Linked DNA regions of Mus musculus: regions 2, 3 and 4 are each linked to region 1. A link is a contact called in public promoter capture Hi-C data. All regions are on one chromosome and are shown on one strand. Each heading gives the region's core, a stretch centred on a gene start, on an enhancer-like site or on the middle of the called end of the contact. The rest is flanking DNA. Distances are from core to core; before and after follow the strand shown. Region 1 holds the start of Eif4g1 (eukaryotic translation initiation factor 4, gamma 1). Region 2 holds the start of Etv5 (ets variant 5). Region 3 holds the start of Mrpl40 (mitochondrial ribosomal protein L40). Region 4 holds the start of Tra2b (transformer 2 beta).

Evidence for each region. Promoter capture Hi-C pulls out the DNA fragments that hold promoters and counts their contacts. Capture Hi-C pulls out chosen DNA fragments and counts their contacts.
Region 2: a contact with region 1 is called in a promoter capture Hi-C map of pre-B cells, with 6 times the contacts expected there. The contact joins the promoter of Etv5 here to the promoter of Eif4g1 in region 1. A contact is called at or near these places in 2 of 39 promoter capture datasets (liver and pre-B cells), 1 of 484 Hi-C or Micro-C datasets (cardiomyocytes) and 1 of 115 datasets of contacts at active chromatin or transcription factors (embryonic stem cells).
Region 3: a promoter capture Hi-C map of liver shows a contact between it and region 1, with 2.5 times the contacts expected there. The contact joins the promoter of Mrpl40 here to the promoter of Eif4g1 in region 1. A contact is called at or near these places in 3 of 39 promoter capture datasets (neutrophils, pre-B cells and stem cell-derived epiblast-like cells) and 1 of 9 other capture datasets (liver).
Region 4: a promoter capture Hi-C map of pre-B cells shows a contact between it and region 1, with 7 times the contacts expected there. The contact joins the promoter of Tra2b here to the promoter of Eif4g1 in region 1. A contact is called at or near these places in 6 of 39 promoter capture datasets (cranial neural crest, hematopoietic stem and progenitor cells, liver and 2 more) and 1 of 115 datasets of contacts at active chromatin or transcription factors (astrocytes).

What each region holds. Positions count from the first base shown.
Region 1 is chr16:20,670,662-20,674,984 of GRCm38.p6, reverse strand. It overlaps Eif4g1 (eukaryotic translation initiation factor 4, gamma 1), which reads right to left and starts at 2,258. Exons shown (of 33, transcript NM_145941.3): 1 at 2,109-2,258; 2 at 1,024-1,117; 3 at 671-757; 4 at 179-199. The coding sequence starts at 1,083.
Region 2 is chr16:22,438,130-22,442,316 of GRCm38.p6, reverse strand. It overlaps Etv5 (ets variant 5), which reads left to right and starts at 2,747. Exons shown (of 13, transcript NM_023794.2): 1 at 2,747-2,800.
Region 3 is chr16:18,874,946-18,879,355 of GRCm38.p6, reverse strand. Mrpl40 (mitochondrial ribosomal protein L40) reads left to right here and starts at 2,719. Exons shown (of 4, transcript NM_010922.2): 1 at 2,719-2,885; 2 at 3,949-4,032. The coding sequence starts at 2,833. It overlaps Hira (histone cell cycle regulator), which reads right to left and starts at 2,606. Exons shown (of 25, transcript NM_010435.2): 1 at 1,837-2,606. The coding sequence starts at 1,873.
Region 4 is chr16:22,264,129-22,269,034 of GRCm38.p6, reverse strand. It overlaps Tra2b (transformer 2 beta), which reads left to right and starts at 3,030. Exons shown (of 9, transcript NM_009186.5): 1 at 3,030-3,294. The coding sequence starts at 3,259.

The sequences.
Region 1 (4,323 bases), core at 1,009-3,508:
GTTCTGGGATACTTTGCTTGTCAACAGTTGACTTCTAACATGCAGTATTTGGACTCAAACTCCTAAAGTGCAAACAAGGCACCCACCGTGACCATCCCAATCTGTGTCTAGCTACGGACTAGGGTGGAGGATGGGGTGACACCAAAGAGGTGGCTTGGGATTAGAAAAGGGGTATTACCTGCAGAGACCTGAATCCTCCCTGAGAGCACATGGGGACAGGAAAGACGACAATTATCCCCAAGGTGATGGAGTGGGGTTAGGGGGAGTGAAGTGGGTAGGAAAAAGACCCTTCCACTTGGGGAGAACTTGGAGAACACAAAAAAATAAAACCACAGCTGGAATGTTTATCTCATTACAGTTCAAAGAGAACGGGAGAAGAGGAACAGGGTAATGCCAACCTCCTAGTATAGTAGTAAAGAGCTGGCAGCAGGGCCCACAGGACAGCCTCCAATTTCCAAAGGCTCAAAGACCCCAGTAACACCACTCTCACACTCTACGAACTTCACAGAGGGTCAGCCACCCTAAGTAACTAACAGCACGTAAGAACTCAGAGCAACTGTCAAGGAATGGAGGGGCAAGTATACAGTGTCCATAGTTCCCATACTAGCCCCAAACCAGCAGCTCATTTTCCCAGTTCCCACCCAAGCCTACTCAAGCCACAGTCCCTCACCTGGCGGGGCTGAGAAGGCGTGTTCATTTGTGTCGCTTGAGGCGTGCTAAACACCACCGGTGCAGTCTGCCCCGGGGGAAACGCTGGCTGAAGGGGAGAGACCAGAGTTCAGCAAGAGGGGAAGCCTGGGTGGGGCTTAAACCCAAGCTGGTGAAGTATGGGGAGCAGACCTGTAGTAACAGCCTCAGCAGTCCACATGTTCCCTCCCTGTGACAGCCCCAGGGACAGCCAGGGGCCCTATCTCAATTTGGCAGCAGGCAGCTGCACTTTGCCCTGACACAGATGGGGGTGGGAAAACTGGGAGCTGCGTGACCTCCACCCCGCCGGAGTCCTGATCATTTAGCCTTGATTACCTGTGGGAGTCCAGGGGACCTGGCGGGTGGGGGGCCTGTGGGCTGGGGAGCTTTGTTCATTTCATTTGGTGCCACATTAGGGTCCCCCCAGCACCTGTTGGAAAGAGCAGAGCTCGGAACGAGGAAAGGACCCAAGCTTATGGCAAACGGGCTGGGGGAAAGGTTGTATCAAGAGCTAGGGCCAACACGGATTAAGGGAGGTGCCAAGTGAATGCAGAAACAGAAAACATACAGCCTGAGGACCCCACCAGCACACTGCAACACCCTGACCCCACCCTTGCCTGCTCAAACAGCCCCCTCACTCACCCCCTCGGTTAAGAATAAGTCCACAGTGCGGCCTACAGGTTCTGGGCATCCGAAGGCCTGGGGTTGGGAGGTGAGGGGTATCAACCTGGCTCCACGGGGCCCAAGACCAACCAGACCGGAAATTCCAGGTCTTGCTGGCACCAGGCTCCCGGATCACAAATGAAGCCGGCTGCTCCGGCCGTGATATCCCCACCCCCCACCCGGGGACACCGGGTTCGAAGCCTGCCGCGGGGCACTCGCGCGGGGCCGGAGAGGCCTGAGGCCGCCCGGGAACACAAGCCAGGAAGGGCGCGAGTCCGGCCGCACCAGCAGGGCGGGCGGCGACCGCCGCGAAAGCCGGCTCGGGGCAGGCGAGGGTCGGCCGCCGGGCGGGGCTGGGGGCTCCTCCCTGCCCGCCGCCGCCGCCTCCCAGCTCTGCGCAACGCGGCCAGTGCCAAAGAACAACGTGTCACTTCCCGGCGGCCGCCCGGGCCCCGCAGGGGGAGGGGGTGGCGGGTTTGCGCCGCACAGCCTGCGCCGGGCCGCGGCCCAGGCCGGGCGGAGGTGACTGTCTCGCCGCCACCCCAGCGCCCTCCCCGCCCGGGCCCTGCTCCCCACCCCCACCCGGGCCCGGCCCGGCACACGTGGGCCGGGGATCGGCCTGGCGAGTAGGGCCTGGGCGCAGGCTCGGAGCCGGGGCGCCGGGGCGTCGGCGCAGGGTGGCGGGCCCCGGCCCGGATGGCGGCGGATGCGGGGGGAGGGGTGGGGGGCCGGGTCGGGCCCGGACATGGCGGCTTTACCTTCAGTCTCCTTCAGTCCGCGCGGCCGAGCCCCACGCAGCCGCACAGACGTAGTCCACAACCATTTCCGGCTCCCCGCACAGATCCCGCTCGGCGGCCACCGCTTCTCCGCAGGCGCAGCCAGCGCCCCACGTGACCGGCGCAGAGGGCGGAGCTGCGCTGGCGCCGGGGAAGCACATGGGATTTGCTCCGCCCCATCACGTGACACCCACTGCCCGCCCCCGTGTCCCCTCCCGAACTTTGGAACTCCCAGGCCGACCCCCTCTGAGGCTCTGGCGGTTCTTTAGTTCATTCATACTTTGCGCAAGCATTTATTGAGCGCGTGAGTGCTAAGTGAAGTGCCGGCCTGGAGCTCAGAGTGCGGAATCTAAAAAGCAGTCCTGCCCTAGTAAGTGTAGTGTGCAAATTATGCAGCCTCTGAAAATGCTATAGATTTGATCTTTGATAGACCTATTAACAAAGGAAATTCAATATTGCACCAAAGAAACTGCCGCAATCTAAAGAAGCAATTTTACTTTTGTTTTTTTAAAAAAATCAGTTGCTCCTAGGGAAACGCAAAAGTCAACATGAAAACTTTGGAATAATGGAAAAAGGAATCCCAAAGCTGTACGTGTGCTGACTGGCTAAGGCAGGGAATCAGTTACCATAAGCTTTAAAGTAGGGAAATGTCACCAGGCAGTGGCGAGCCACGCCTTTAATCTCAGCATTCCAGAAAGATAGGCAGGTAGATCTCTGAGTTCAAGGCCAGCCTGATCTACAAAGCAAGCTCCAGGACGGCCAGAGTTACAGAGAGACCACATCTTGAAGATTTCTGAGATGGTTCAATGGTTGGCGCACTGGTTGCTCTTTATTGCCTGCTCTTCAAGAGGATCTGGGTTTACTTCCCATAACCCATAAGGCAGTTCATGTCTGTGTGTAACTCTGATTCGTTAGAATTCTGCCCTCTTTTGCCCTCTAAAGGCACCACATATGCATGTAGTGCACAGACATATGAAAACAAAACATTCATACACGTAAATATTTAAATTTTAAAAATAGGAAAATTTGAACTGGGTGGTGGTAGTCCACACCTTTAATCCTAGTACTCCAGGGGCATAGGCAGGAGAATCTCTGTGAATTAAGGGCTAGACTAGTGTAGAGAGCTAATTCAGGACAGCTAGGGTTACACAGAGAAACCCTGTCTCGAAAAACAAAAAAAATAGCCAGGCTGTGGTGGTGCACGCCTTTAATCCCATCACTTGGGAGGTAGAGGCAGGTGGATTTCTGAGTTTGAGGCTAGCCTGGTCTACAGAGTGAGTTCCAGGAGAGCCAGGGCTACAGAAAAACCCTGTCTGGAAAAACCAAAAAAAAAAAAAAAGAGTTGTACTCTATTGAACTGAGCATTTGAGCATTTAGTTAGGTAGCAGAGCCTTTCCCACTGGCCTTTCTCCCTCTCACATGCTACCTCCTAGCATGCATTATATCACAGAATTGGTGACCTAAGTGAGGGGGGCAATAATGTAAACTTCATCACTGTGCTACCAAGAAAGCAAGGCTACAGGGTGGGCAAATGCGGGCACAAGGATCCTCTAGATGGCCTGAGTCCTCAGTGGTCATGTGCTTTCCCAGCATTTGGGAGACCTTGGGTTCAATATGCAGTAACAGAAAACAACCAGTCCAAAAAAAAAAAAAAAATCACCATAATCAGTAGCTGGAGAGACAGCTCAGGTAAAAATTGAGCATGTGCCAGGTAGTGGTGGCACATGCCTTTAATCCCAGCACTTGGGAGACAGAGGCAGGCGGATTTCTGAGTTCTGCAGAGTGAGTTCCAGGACAGCCAGGGCTACACAGAGAAACCCTGTCTCGAAAAACCAAAAAAAAAAAAAAAAAAAAAAAAAAATTCAAGCATGTGATGGTACACATCTTTAGTTCCAGCACTTGGGAAGCAGAGGCAGACTCTTAAGAGTTCAAAGAAAGCCTGGTCTACAAACACAAATTGAGAGTTCCAGGACAGCCAGGGTTATACAGAGAAACCCTGTCTCGAAAAACCAAAAAAAAAAAAAAACCACTAAATCTGAATCTGCTCCCCAAGACCCACATTAAAAGCTGGCCAGGGGGGCTGGAGAGATGGCTCAGGGGTTAAGAGCACTGACTGCTCTTCCAGAGGTCCTGAGTTCAATTCCCAGCAACCACATGGTGCTTATAACCATCCGTAATGTGATCTGATGCCCTCTTC
Region 2 (4,187 bases), core at 1,498-3,997, 1.8 Mb before region 1:
TTCTTAGGAGCGGAGATCCAGCGCATTAGACTAGAAACTTCTCGTATTACCCTTAACTCTCCTATCTGGCAGAGATAACAAGAGAAAGACAGTGGGATGTGAATGGGGATAGAGAAGCAAGAGAGGAGTGGAAGCCATTTTGGCCTCTGGACTCTGTTCGGATGTCCTTGCTGGGTGGGACTCCTGTCGCACCTCAGTTTCTCATTTGTAGAATGGAGATATTAATAGTGATGAATGTCTTCTCACTGCCTCACTGTGGGGACATAGCTAGACTGTGGAGGGCTGTGTGACTACGGGCTGCCCAAGGCAACCCCTGGAGATCATTCATCTCTATGTTATTTATTTATTATTTATTTATTTATAGCCCAGCACAGGATCTGGCTGAATATCTGGTACATCCTAAATGTTTGCTGGATGACTAAGTTATTAGTTACCAATAGCTTTAATGAAGCATAATTCCCCACATATGATACTGTGGCTATCAACTTCTCTCTTTTCTGTGGTGCTGGGTCTATAACCCAGGACTTTGTGCCTTCTAGGCAAGTTCTCAATGATCTTCCCAAACTACCATAACTACCCAGGACTCCTGGGCACATGACTGCCTTCTCAACACCTAGGAGGAGGGGAAGAATAGACAACTAGCTGGAGGTGAGTTTGGGTTACATAGTGAGTTCCAGGCCAAACCGGCTGCGTATCAAGGTCCTGTCTCAAAGAGTAACAAATACATAAATCAAGTATGACACACAATACTTTCCCTCATTCCAGTTAGCCCCTGTTTATTGCTACACACTTTCAAATTTCTCTTCTCAAGGAGGAATGGAGAGCTTCGGTCTGAGGCAAAGGTCACAACAGCCACACTCCAGGCGTGGAGTGTAAGGAATGTGAAGGAACCACTGTGAAGAGGCCTGCACTGGAGCTGATACAGCAAGCCACAGAACTTTTAGAGGACTGGGATCTGAGACAATTAAGCAAAGGGGAGTAGGAAATTCTTGAAGAAATTTCAACCAGGCAGGAGGTTGGCCTGGGATGAGAACAGGGAGGGATGGCGGTGATGGGACCAAGCCGGTGAGAGAGGATCTGGAACTAGTGTGGGCCTTGCTGAATTGAAAGCCTTCAGGACGTCAGAAACAAGCTGGGAACACGGGTACAAGAGGACAAACTCTATAGCCACCAACTAGAATAGGAGCTAAGGGAAGCACTGTGCTCAGGCAGGAAATTAAATATCAAGGAACTGCTCGTTAAAAGTTCAAAGCACCTGCCCACACTTCAACTGGTGCCCTTCCCAGTCTCCGGCAAAACCGATAACTCAGCCCACTGAACCTGGGTGCAGGTCTCATCCCAGCATTCAAACTGGTCAAGGACTGTAATCAACACACCAAGTACCAGCTCTGATCCACAAGCTTAGGGGGGAAAGGCCGCGGACTAGAAATCCACACCACGTGTTTCACTGTGGGGCACTGGGCACCCTTAGGGTAACAACTTGGGACCCGCTTTGCTGAGGCTCAACTCTCCAAACGCTGACACCTTGCTGCCCGGTTAGTAGAGAACAGAACTCGTTCACAAGCACCCTAGCGTCCTTGGGAAAAGAAGAGAACGGCCATTGTCGGTGGCAGGAGCAGGACGAGGAGTTGGAAGGGGCAGAGGATTGTTTTATTTGTTTCCTGGAACACCCTGTTAAGAATCTCAACAACTGCAGTCAATGCCCGATCCTTTGGCAAGCAACACTGCTTCTCCCGGTTCCCAGCTGCACGGGATCTAATTCGCAAACACACCATCTTGCATTCAACACTTAAATGGAAAACAAGCAGCCCGGGAGAGAAGCAAGCGGTCTAACTGCACGCACGTTTCAAAGGGATTTGTGCTTCCAAGGCCCTCTACCGGCCCGGTGCGATCCACGAACCGGGTTTCTGGCTGTAGCCTCTTGCCTGTAGAGCTCAGAGGCAATTATTAGCCCGAGAAGACGCGATCGGGTCGGGCCTTAGGCTTTGGCAACATGGGTACATCACTAAGATCTGGAAAAGCTCAGGTTTTTAAAGGAAGGTAACTACTTTTTTTTCCCACTGGAAACCTGGTTTAAAAAAAAAATTAAGGCTTCTCTTCAAGGTAGCTAAGATTAGAGGGCTCGGTTTCCGTTTTTTGTGTTTCTATGGGCCGAACGCCCAGGCAGGGTCAGCGAGTTTCTGTGTGTGGAATGACGAATTCCTCTCGCCTGAGTTCTAAAATGATAACTTAGCTCGCTGCTGCAGCTGCGAACGCCTGGCGCCAAGCGGCCCCGCGCGGGGGTGGCGGGAGGAGCGGTGCAGGCCGAGGCCAGGGGGAACTTCGCGAGTGGCCCCTTTAAGAGCTTCACTGACTCAGCTAAGCTTCCCCCTCAGGTCGCGTTTTTTATGAATGAAAAACGTCCTTACATTCATTATATAAACAAGCCGGTGCTGATTGGTCAATGGCGCCCAGCGCATAAATTATGTAAAACAGACCTCTGAGGGCGTTGAGGGAGGCCGACCGTTAGCCAATGGGCGCCGCAGATGATGGGGCGGCCCAGCTGGATTTGCCTGAAGACAGGGTAAACAAGAGGTGATGGGCAGCCGCGGGGATGGCCGCCGACCAATGGGGACGTGTGTGCTCTGGGCTGCGGGCCAATGGCGGCGGGCGGAGCCGGCGGGGGCCGGGCCAGTGCTGCAGCGGGTTGCAGGGCGGCGCAGAGTCCGGAGGCCGGCGCGCAGAGCGGTCTTCATCCCCGATCGCTGCGGCCCAGCCCGCCACGGAGGCGCGCAGGCGGGCGCGCGGAGTGGCCGCTCAGGTGCGGACTGGTTCTGGGTCCTCAGTTGGGCGTGCTTGGGGTGACTCCCGGAGCTAGCCGCCCCCTCCCCCCGAGGCCCGGTTCGGTTCGGTTCCTGGGAGGCTTCGGGCGGGGGCGGCTAGCGGTTCCGGAGCGAGCGGAGAACGGGTTTCCGCACGCCGCGGAGGAGGCACCCGGGGTGCTGGAGCGGGTGCAGGGAGCGGGGTGCCCGGCTCAGGCTACAGAAGCGGGGTGCAAGAACGGGGTGCGGGGCGCGAAGTTGTGGGCCCCCGAGGGCCCTGGGAGGCTCGCGAGAAGAAACGCTCCGCGACTCTTAATATGGGGGGTGGGGGGAGGCGAGCAGCAGTTTCAGGGGTTCTGCTTCAGAACCCCGAGAGTTAAATGACACCGACATGTGCAGCCTGAGGGTGCAGGATCTGCCCGAACTTCTGCAGGCCTGGCAAGTTGGAGACTGGGCAGCGGGCCCGCAGCCCCCCACTCCCTCCTCTTAGGGCTGAGGGTATTGGGGCCGCCTGAGCCACGGCCTGGGGGAAGAGAGAACCGGTTCCGAGGCTGCCGAGAGTGTGCTGGAACCTCGTGAATGATTCGGGGTCTCCCCCGCAAAGGGGGTACTGATTAAGTAGGGGGTGATGAGGGGAGGCGGCATGTGTGATCAGGAGCAAATGAGGCTGCTGGTATCGGCCAGCGCTGCACCTCGTTTTCTGAATGTGGGTGACTTTATGAATGAAGCAGGTTTCTTTCTTGGGCTCTGAGCTCTGAGGCTTTTTTTTTTTTCTCCCTTTTTTTTTTTTTTTTTTGTGAATGAAGCATTGAGCTTTCTTCCTAAAACGCTGGGGTGAGGGGCCTGCGTCGGAGGCTAAGCGTGCGTTGGGAGTGGGGGCGGGGGCGCAGCTGAAGGAGTTTTCATGAATGGGAAGGCTGGGAATTGGGTGGAAGTGTGTCTTGTTTTGTGAATGGGGCCGGGCGCGAGGGATCCAGTTACAGCCTCTACCTGCGGTGGCGGCCGCGGCTCCATCTCCCATTCATAAAACCAGGCTCGCTGCGCGCCACGGGGAGGGGCCTCGATCCGGTCGCTGCGCCCAGTTAAAGTTTTCCTGGGGGCACCCTGGATTTGGGGGCTGGGGGGGGGGAGCGACTACGACGACACAAAGGAAGTGGTTTAAACTCCAGGATGAACCGAAGCCTTCCCTGCAGGCTTTTAAAAGATACTTTGAACACGACGTTTCCAGCTCTTGAACTCGAAGGGCTGCTTAGAAGATCCTTGCTGCTGCTTTTGGAATCTCTTAGGGAAGTTTCTTTTTACCGATTTTTTTCAAAGGATATTTTTTTGCGCATCATGAGCTTCTAAAAATATTTTATCCTCTGGTTTTCCTACACGTTGTTCTCT
Region 3 (4,410 bases), core at 1,470-3,969, 1.8 Mb after region 1:
TACCAGCTACTACTCTTCAGGACCTGGCTAGGAAGCCACTCCCCACCTCTCATTACCATCATCTTTAAAGGCATGCTTGGCAGTGACATGTAATAACACCATCTCCAAGGTAAAGGCAATATAGAGAAAGAGGGTGCCTTTAAATTAAAAAAAAAAAAAAGAGAAGTTTGCTTAAGTCTCAACATCTTTTATCATGAATAATCATCACTTAGATTTTTTTACTTAAAAAAATTTTCATGCCAGGTGGTGGTGGTGCATGCCTTTAATCCTAGGACTTGGGAGGCAGAGGCAGGTTGATCTCTGAGTTCGAGGCCAGCCTGGTCTACAGAGTGAGTTCCAGGACAGCCAGGGCTATACAGAGAAACCCTGGCTCAAAAAAAAACAAAAAACAAAAAAACAAAAACAAAAAAAATTTTTTCATACAGTATGGTTCTATCATATTCTTTCCCCTCCCCATCACCTAGATTTCAAATGAACTTTGAACCTTCTTGCCTCCAAACTTGTGTGTGTGTGTGTGTGTGTGTGTGTGTGTGTGTGTTTTCGAGACTGGGTTTCTCTGTGTAGCCCGGGCTGTCCTGGAACTCACTCTGTAAACCAGGCTGGCCTTGAACTCAGAGATCCGCCTGCCTCTGCCTCCTGAGTGCTGGGATTAAAGGTGTGCTCCACCACTGCTCGGACTAGGCTCCAAACTTTAAAATCTGTTCTTAGCTGAACTTCAGAATCATACTGTTTAATGTAGAGAGCATGTCGTACCCAGTCTACGTCTACGATCTTCCTTGTGAACGCCCCCTCCCCCTCCAAAAAAAAAAAAAAAAAAAAAAAAAAAGTTCGGCTGTGAATAAAAAGCACCCAGGACCAATTTTTTTTTAAATTTGGCCACGTGGATTTTTAAAAAGAGAAAAATGCATCTACTTGCCTTCTTTTACGCGGGCGCGCGCACACACACACAAAAACACACACACAACTGTAGCTCCCTCTAGATGCAATACAAAGTAGAAAGGAGGAAAGACCCTTCCTCTTTCAGCAGAGCTTGGCTGCTTCCTCGTGCTTCCTTCGGGTCCTTCCAGAGACTCAAGTACTAGCTGGGGGGAAAGGCTCTAGCTCTTCCTCACTCGCTCGGCAGAGAGCAAACAACCTCCTGCAGTAGTTCTCGACAAAACTGGATGCCACCGGCTGCTTTCTCCACCAGGGTGTAGGAATCTGCTATTTGAAGTCACTATCACGGATCCAAAGTCGCTTGTCTCCTGTGCACCACTGGCCCCAATCTTAGTCATCTGAAGCCCCAATCCTTACATTAAACGTGGTTCTTTCGTGGTCCTCCGTAGGACCTGAGCCCAGGCCCTTCCCATTCCAGGATCGCAATAGCCCGAGTGGGGGCACTGTCACAAACTCCAGGCCTCAGAAAGGGCAATACAGCCAGTAAGTATCTCATGCAGATTCACCGAGCCGCTGAAAGGCCACAAGGGGGATGTCGCCCCAGTTTCATACTCACAACCATCTGAGCACATACTGGATGGTGAAGCCGGATGGCAGCACCAGGTCGGTACCCAAGCCGGCTCACCAGAGCCAGGCATCCCAGATTAAGGGTGGGCGGCGCAGGACACAGCGCCATTGCCTGAGGCAAAGGCGGACTTCGCTGCAACCAGCCCGAAGCACGTGCCCGGGCTCGCCGGTGTCCCAGAGCCGGGGACAAAGTCTGCTCCTGCCCGTTCTGCAGCTCCAGCACCCGGCACCAGCGTCTGGACAAGGTGGGCAGGACTTGAGCACCGCCGCAAGCCAATCCCAGACCCCACCCCGATGCAGGTTCGGCCGCCCACGACTCCTGCGTGCACTCACCATTGTGGTTGACCCAGGTTGGCTTCAAGAGCTTCATTGTTCGGCCGCTGCCGGGCTGAAGCCAGAGCCGTGTCCCTCAGCACGCCTGGGCCATGGAGCTGCCGCAGCTTCCTCCCGCGCCGCCCGCCCTCCGGCCGCCGCCCACCCTTGCCCTCAGCGCCGCCGCGCCATCGCCGGCCCGTGCCCCCAGCCGCCGCCACAGCCGCCTCCTGCGCTCGGCCGCCGCCGCCGCCGCCACAGCCGCATCCCCTGCGCCGCTCCTCCTCCGGCGGCTCCCGGGCAACGCCGGAAGTCACGGCGCGCACCTGCCAAATCGCCCCGGCGGGAAACCGCTCCCTACGCGGACCGGGCCGCCTCGGTTCTTCGGTAGACAGGGGGGGGAGGACGGGGATACTCCGCTGCCACTGATGTGGTCGCCGATGAGGGTCGGTGTGAGCAGGCTGGCAAAGCCTTGAGATCCCGCCCGGCGATGCAGAACCAGGGTGGTGTGCAGATCTCTAGTTCTACCTCCGCGGCTCCGAGTCCAGCTTAGTAACTAGCTTCCGCCATCCATCAATTCGCGCTATTGGGCATCTCGCGAGCGCCAGCCGGGCGGGCGCCAGCATGCATCTAGCGGCAGACGGCAGCGGGCCCTGAGCTCGATTGCATGCATAAAAGAACTAGGCTGGTGAAGGATAGGGGGCCAGACGGGCGCATTTATTAGAAGAGCGGGGCGTTTTCATAGATGTAAACACATAGGCCAGGCGGAGCAGAGAGCAGGAAAACACCGCAGCATCCACAGAAGGCGGGACGCCCGCAAAAGGGCGCGGCGAAGCCACCGTTGCTTGCCCGGGGCGGGGCTGCGTCGGGGGCGGGGCCAGCTGCGGGCCCGCCTCTCGGAATCCCAGACCCGCGAGTTCCGGGCCGAGGCCTGCCAGACCCGACCGGGTACCTCAGGTCGGACCGCCCAGGGGCGTGCTCCCGGAAGCTGCCCGCCAGCGGGTGGCGTGAAAAACTATGGCTACCGGGGTGATGCTGTGTGCTGCGCGGGCTCTGCGGCCTCGGAGCTGGTGAGTGTAGCCGCGGGTGGCAGAATACCCAGGGCGCGTGCGCGGGCTTTGCCCCGTAGCTGCTCGCTAGTGCTCGCAGATTATTTCTGGGCATGAGCCTACCGCATCTGTTGCGGATGAAAATCCGAACTGGAAGTGTACTCACTTAACAGGCTATTTGCCTAACAAGTGTGAAGCCTAAGTCGTGCTTAAGTGGTGGCCTACTCCTGCAACCCCAGCACTATGGAGGTGGAGGCTAGGTCAGAAAGTCAAGGTCGTAACAGCTGCATACAAACCTGGCTATATTACACCCCATTTTTAAAAAGAAGAAAAAGACGCCGGGCGTGGTGGAGCACGCCTTTAAACCCAGCACTTGGGAGGCAAAGGCAGGCGGATTTCTGAGTTCGAGGTCAGCCCAGTCTACAAAGGGAGTTCCAGGACAGCCAGGGCTTTACAGAGAAACTCTGTCTCAAAAAAACCCAAAAAAAAAAAAAAAAAAAAAAAAAGGAAGAAGAGCAATGTGTTTTTAAAAATCCAAGGATATGTTTTATAGAAGGGACGTATAGTACAGTGGGAGGGGGTACTTTACTCAGTGGTCCACACTGAAGCATCCCTCCTTCCTTCCTCGAGGTACCAGTCATATACTAGACAGGTCTAGTATAGAATAGAGTTTATTTGTGGGTATGGGAAGGGGAATTGAGAAGAGAGTAGAGGCAGAGAAAGAGAGGGGACAGAGAAGGGGAGAGAGAGAGAGACAGAAAGAAACAGAGAGACGGAAGAAGAAGGAGAAGAAGAAGAAGATCCTGCCAGAGCAAGTAAAGGCTCTGCCCCAGTGAGAAACAGAGTTCTGTAAATTCCTCACTTTGACCTTGCTGGCCTAATACAAATGAACTAGACATGGTGGAGCAGCTGAGGCAAGAAAATTGTCTCAAGTTGCAAGATAGCCCGAATTAGGGAGACTTTTGTCTGAAAAAAATACAAAATAGATACTTACAAACATCCTCCGGGTTTTAGGAAGACCTATAGTTATGTGTATGTGCCTTCTCTTTCCCCAGATCTTTATACATACCCTTCTCTCCTTCAGGATCCCTGGAACCTGCCAGGCACACGTCAGACACACCCACCAGAGAGCTTCCTTACTGGCCTTCTGGGATCTCATCCCCATGAGGTAAAATCCAGCATAACCCTTAGCTCTTGGGGTATGAGAAACACGTGTATGCATATGACCAAAACAAAGCAAGAGTGCCCAACCTTGGGTTAGCAAGCAGATTTCAGTCTGTGGAACTAATAGTTAAATTTAAGTGGATGCCTCTGTCCTTTGAAGGAGCTCTGTACTATGATAGCATAGCATATATGTATTGCTACTTGAGTAGTTTAAATAAGTAGCAGCTAGATTTAAGGAGTCTTATGTGTTTCAAAGGGCATATCTTAACTTCTGTATTTCCATAGGCCTTGCTCTTCCCTGCTCATTCTGATTCACTGAGTGGGAGAAAGGTTCAAAGACTAATAATAGTTACTCTAGGAACTTTGGATGCTTTCTTGGGGC
Region 4 (4,906 bases), core at 1,781-4,280, 1.6 Mb before region 1:
AATCCACAAAATAGTTGTTGTATACATATGCTCATTTATTTATTTTTGAATATTTGTCTGTGCATGAGTGTTTTGTCTGCTTGTTTTTATGTTCACATGTGCATACAGTATCTGTGGATTACAGAAGAGACCATTAATCTCCTGGAACTGGAGTTTTAGGCAGTTGCAAGCTGCCATGTGGGTGCTGGGAACTGAACCTGGGTCCTCTGGAAGAACAATGAGCCATCTCGCCAGTGCCCTCTAATACAATATCTTAAAAAAATCAACAACAAACCCATATTAAAAATATGGGATGATGACGGTTTATAGGGTTTATAGTCAGTGCTGCAGTTGCAGGATAGCCGGGCTAGTCTGATCAGTAAGCCCCAGAATCCAGGAGAGACCCTATCTCAAAAGAACACGTGGGCCTGGCACTGGTGGCAAATGCCTTTAATTCTAGCACGTGAGAGGGAGATCTCAGTCCAAGGCCAGCCTGAGCTACATAGTGAGTTCCATGGGAGGCAAAGGTACACAGAGAAACCTGGTCTTGAAAAAAACACCAAACAAAAACTAGGTGTTGGGGGATGATGAGATGGCGCAGTGGTTAAGAGCACTGACTGCTCTTCCAGAGGTCCTGAGTTCAAGTCCCAGCAACCACATGGTGGCTCACAGCCATCTGTAATGGGATCTGATTCATGTGTGCACTCTTTTGAACACACACACAACCTGAAAGAACAAATGTAAAACAATACCAACACCCCCATCAAATTTCCATGAAGAAAATTTGAAAAAATTTGGCAACTGTGAACAGTGAGGAACATTTCCATGACATTACCTCCAGGAAACTATTCTTCCACATCCACCTACCCACCCTGTGACAGGGTTTCTCTGTGTAGCCCTGAGCTGTCCTTGAACTCACTCTGTAGATCAGGCTGGCATTCAACTCAGAAACTGGCTTGCCCCTGCCTCCCAAATGGTGGGATTAAAGACGTGCACCACCACCTCTGGCTCTAATTTTGGACTCTTGATTCTCCTGCCCCTATTCCTCAAGTGCTGGGATTATAGGTGTGCCACCACACCCAACTCTAATGGGAAAACCATAGTAATAAGTGATCCAGAATATCTGCAGCTTAAAAATGCAAGGGTATAGCCGGGTGTGGTGGCGCACACCTTTAGTCCCAGCACTCAGGAGGCAGAGGCAGGCGGATTTCTGAGTTCGAGGCCAGCCTGGTCTACAAAGTGAGTTCTAGGACAGCCAGGGCTATACAGAGAAACCCTGTCTTGACAGCCCCCCCCCCCAAAAAAAAGCAAGGGTATGTAACTGAGGGACGGAGGTCACAGTACAGTTGTGGTGTGCTTGCCTGGAATGGTAAATCTGTGGGTTCGATCCATAGTACAGGAAGAAGAAAACTTAGACAGTAAATATTAGGGAGCTGATGTTGGCTAGTGCTGTTGGAACTAGTAGCTGGCACTAGTAATGTTGGCCAGATGTGGAGCTGCTGCCCAGGGCTGTCTGGTCTTGTTGAGGCTTGACACCATCTGGTGGACATGAGCTCACGTTGAAATGATGACGTGGTTGGTGACTGTGTAAAGCTGGGCTGGCCAGATTAACTACAGTTCTTTCATTAATTAGCTTTTGTTTTATTCATTGAAACTGCGAGTGTTGGATCATCCTGTAGCTCAGAATATTCACGGAAGCTATGTGACTGTCGCTGGGCAGTAGTGCATGCCTTTAATCTCAGCACTTGGGAGGCAGAGGCAGGTTGATTTCTGAGTTCAAGGTCAGCCTGGTCTACAGAGTGAGTTCCAGGACAGCCAGGGCTACACAGAGAAATCCTATCTCGAAAAACCAAAAAAAAAAAAAAAAAAAAAAAAACCAAACCAAACCAAACAAGAAGACTGTCAAAATGGTATTCATCTCAAGAACTCATTTGGCATGGTTTTCTATAGATATCTTCAGTGTTCTTTCATGCTATCCTTAGAGGCTAGAGGGCAGGCGGCTTCTCCCAAACAGAAATCCATTACTACAGGCCCGTTTCTCTTGAATTATTTTCTGTTTTGTGTCACTTTTTGAAGGGGGCCCGCTCATGTAGCCCAGGTTGGCCTTAAACAGCTAACTGTCCTTGGGCTCACCTCTCATGCTGCGATTACAAGGATTACAAGTGTGCACCACCCTGCCTGGCTTTCCTTTCTCCATTTCTTTCTTTCCTTTCCATTTCCCCAGGTGGGAGTCAGGGTGGGGAATGAGACCAGGTTTCTCTGTGTAATCCTGACTGTCCTGGAACTCGCTTTGTATATTCGGCTTACCTGGAACTCACAGAGATCCGCCTTAAAGGCGTGTATTACCACACCAGGCCATAGGATTGATAGTTCATAACTATAATCCCAGGATTTGGGAGGCTGACCCAGAAGGGTTAATACATTCCTAACATCAGCCTAGGCTATATAACATACACGGTGGGTTCAAGGTCAACCCAGGCAACACAATGAGGCTTTGTCTCAAACCTCAATTTGTTTGTTTGCTTTGAGCTAGGGTTTCTCCGTGTAGACCAAGCTGTCCCCAAACTCAGGGATCTGCTTGTCTCTGCCTCTTTAGTGCTGGGATTAAAGGCATGCACCATTAATGCCCGGTTTAAATTGCGAGAGTTTTAAATGGAGGTTTTATTTAGGAAGGAAAGCTCTAGAATTAAGTCTAAATAAACGGGAGGTGAGAATCCAGTGTGTGGCTGTGTTCTCTCCTAGATCATGAGAGAACAAAAGGAGAGGAAACTAGTGAGACAGAACAAAGGCATGGAGGAATGTACAACCATCTCTTCTCTTCTTCCACCCAGGACGGTTCTCTAGAAGGTTCCAGAAACGAGTGTGGCAAGGCTACGGACATCACGGTGTCCCGAGGAGACCACAACAGACGCCCAAAGGCAGGCGCACACTTTCCCGCCACGCTGTGGCCGGGTACTAGGGGAGGGGAGGGGCAGGGCGGTAAGGTAGACGTCACGTCCGGTTTGGGAAGCGCCCCTGCAGGAGAAAGCGGTTGGAAGGCGCGTCGAAGTGGGAGGGGCCAGGAAAGCGCGCCTTCGGGGGAGTGGGTGGGACCAGGTTAAAGAGCGTGGCGTCACATCCGGCAGTGTTAGACCGGTGCGGAGGTGGTGCGGAGCGTGTCGGCTTCGAGCTCCTCGCAAAAGTGTGGCGTCGCGCTAGGCTGCGGCGGAGCCTCTGTAAGGAAGGCGGGAGCTTGACAGCTTCAGGAAAGGCCCGTAGCGGTGACAGCGACCCGGAGTCATGAGCGACAGCGGCGAGCAGAACTACGGCGAGCGGGTAAGCGCGGAGTTGCGCGGGCGGCCGCGGTCCCCACCCTGCTACTTCTTCTAGGCCTCTCGGCCCGGTGCAGCCGGGTGTCGGGAGCCTGACGTGCGGAGGGAGCCGGGGCGCCGGAGGGCCTGGTGGCCGGCGCTTCTCGTCGGAGGGAGGCCGCGGGCGGGCTGTGTGCCTCGCACCCGCCACGACCGTTTTTTTTTTTTTTCCTTTCCCCCCGTTACGGGGCGGGGGGAGGCTAAAGATGGCCGCGGCGTCCGTCGGCGTTGGGGGATGGGAACGGTATCTTCTTTCGCCGTTGCTCTCCTGCGAAGCCGCGCCGCAGCCATCTTGGGCTCGCGGGCCGGGCGCGCTGCCAGAGGCACAAAATGGCGGAGCCGCCGCTCCCTGCAGCCAGGCTTTGCCGCCTCGCCACCCGGGGTCCAAGGGTGAAGCGGAGAAAAGCCACGTGTGGCCGGGAGCCTATGGGGACTGACTGATGCTTTTCGGTTGATGGAGGGCCTCCTGGTCCCGGTAAGGGACAGCTAGCTGTAGGGGGCTCTTGGAGCATCTGGAGACGGAAACGGCTGAGGGGGATTGGGGGCCCCGTTAGTTGGAGGGCTTTGTGCTACAGCGTTTCTCCCATTGTTGAGAGCTTACTGGAATAGAACGCAAGGTCGTTAGGCGTTGTTGTATAGAGCCTCCCTACCCCTGGGGGGACTTGGGAAGGAGAAACCATTGGCGACAATTGATGGCGCTATTAAACTCTGAAGTCGACGGGATTTTATTTTTAAGCTTCCACCTCCCAGAGGGTGAAAATCGGTAGAGGTTGATTAGATTGTATACAATGGGCCTGGACTAGACCCAGCCCCAAAGCTGAACAAATGAGGCGCATGTGGCGTGGCTGTAGAGTTTAGATTAAAAACTGTCACGTGAAGATGCGGAAGTCCAGGGCTCAGTGAACAGGTAATTGCAGTTTGGAAACGGCTTACAAGCATCATAAGAATGGCTGTTTTGCCCTTCCTGTACTAACGTTTTTATTTTCGCAAAAAGTTCACAGGAACACTTAACCACTAGTTCACAGTTTATTTTTTTGGTTAGTAAACTCTAAAAGGCCTTTGACGGTTTGGTAGAGAGCATTCTTGGACTTCCATGGTGAACTTGAACCCAAAAAGAGTAATTTGAACGGATGTAATCTTTTATATACGGAGATGAGTCCCTAAGACAATTTAAAGTTCAGTGTCAACCAGTGCGTGCCTTTTACCTAAGGAAAGAAAGCGATGGGGGAGTGGGACAGAATGTTGTTTTTCTGATAATGGAGAATGGGACCTAGTCTCAGTGATGGGCAAGCCCCTACTACTAAACTACATCCCAACTTGTAAGTTCGTATTGTTTGAGCTCCTAATTTCACCCACATGTACCTTACGATGTTGAGCCTGCCTTCCGAAGTTGAAGTTAGTCTGTTTAGAATTAAAAGCAAATAGTTTTTTGTTGTTGCTTTGGGACTAAATAGGTATGCATCATCATACCTGTGGAAATTTTTCCTAGTATTAGCTGTGGGTCACATTACTCAAGGGAGAAAAAAAGCAATTGAATGAAAGTGGGTACCATTTTGAAAGAGCTGAGAAATTGTTAC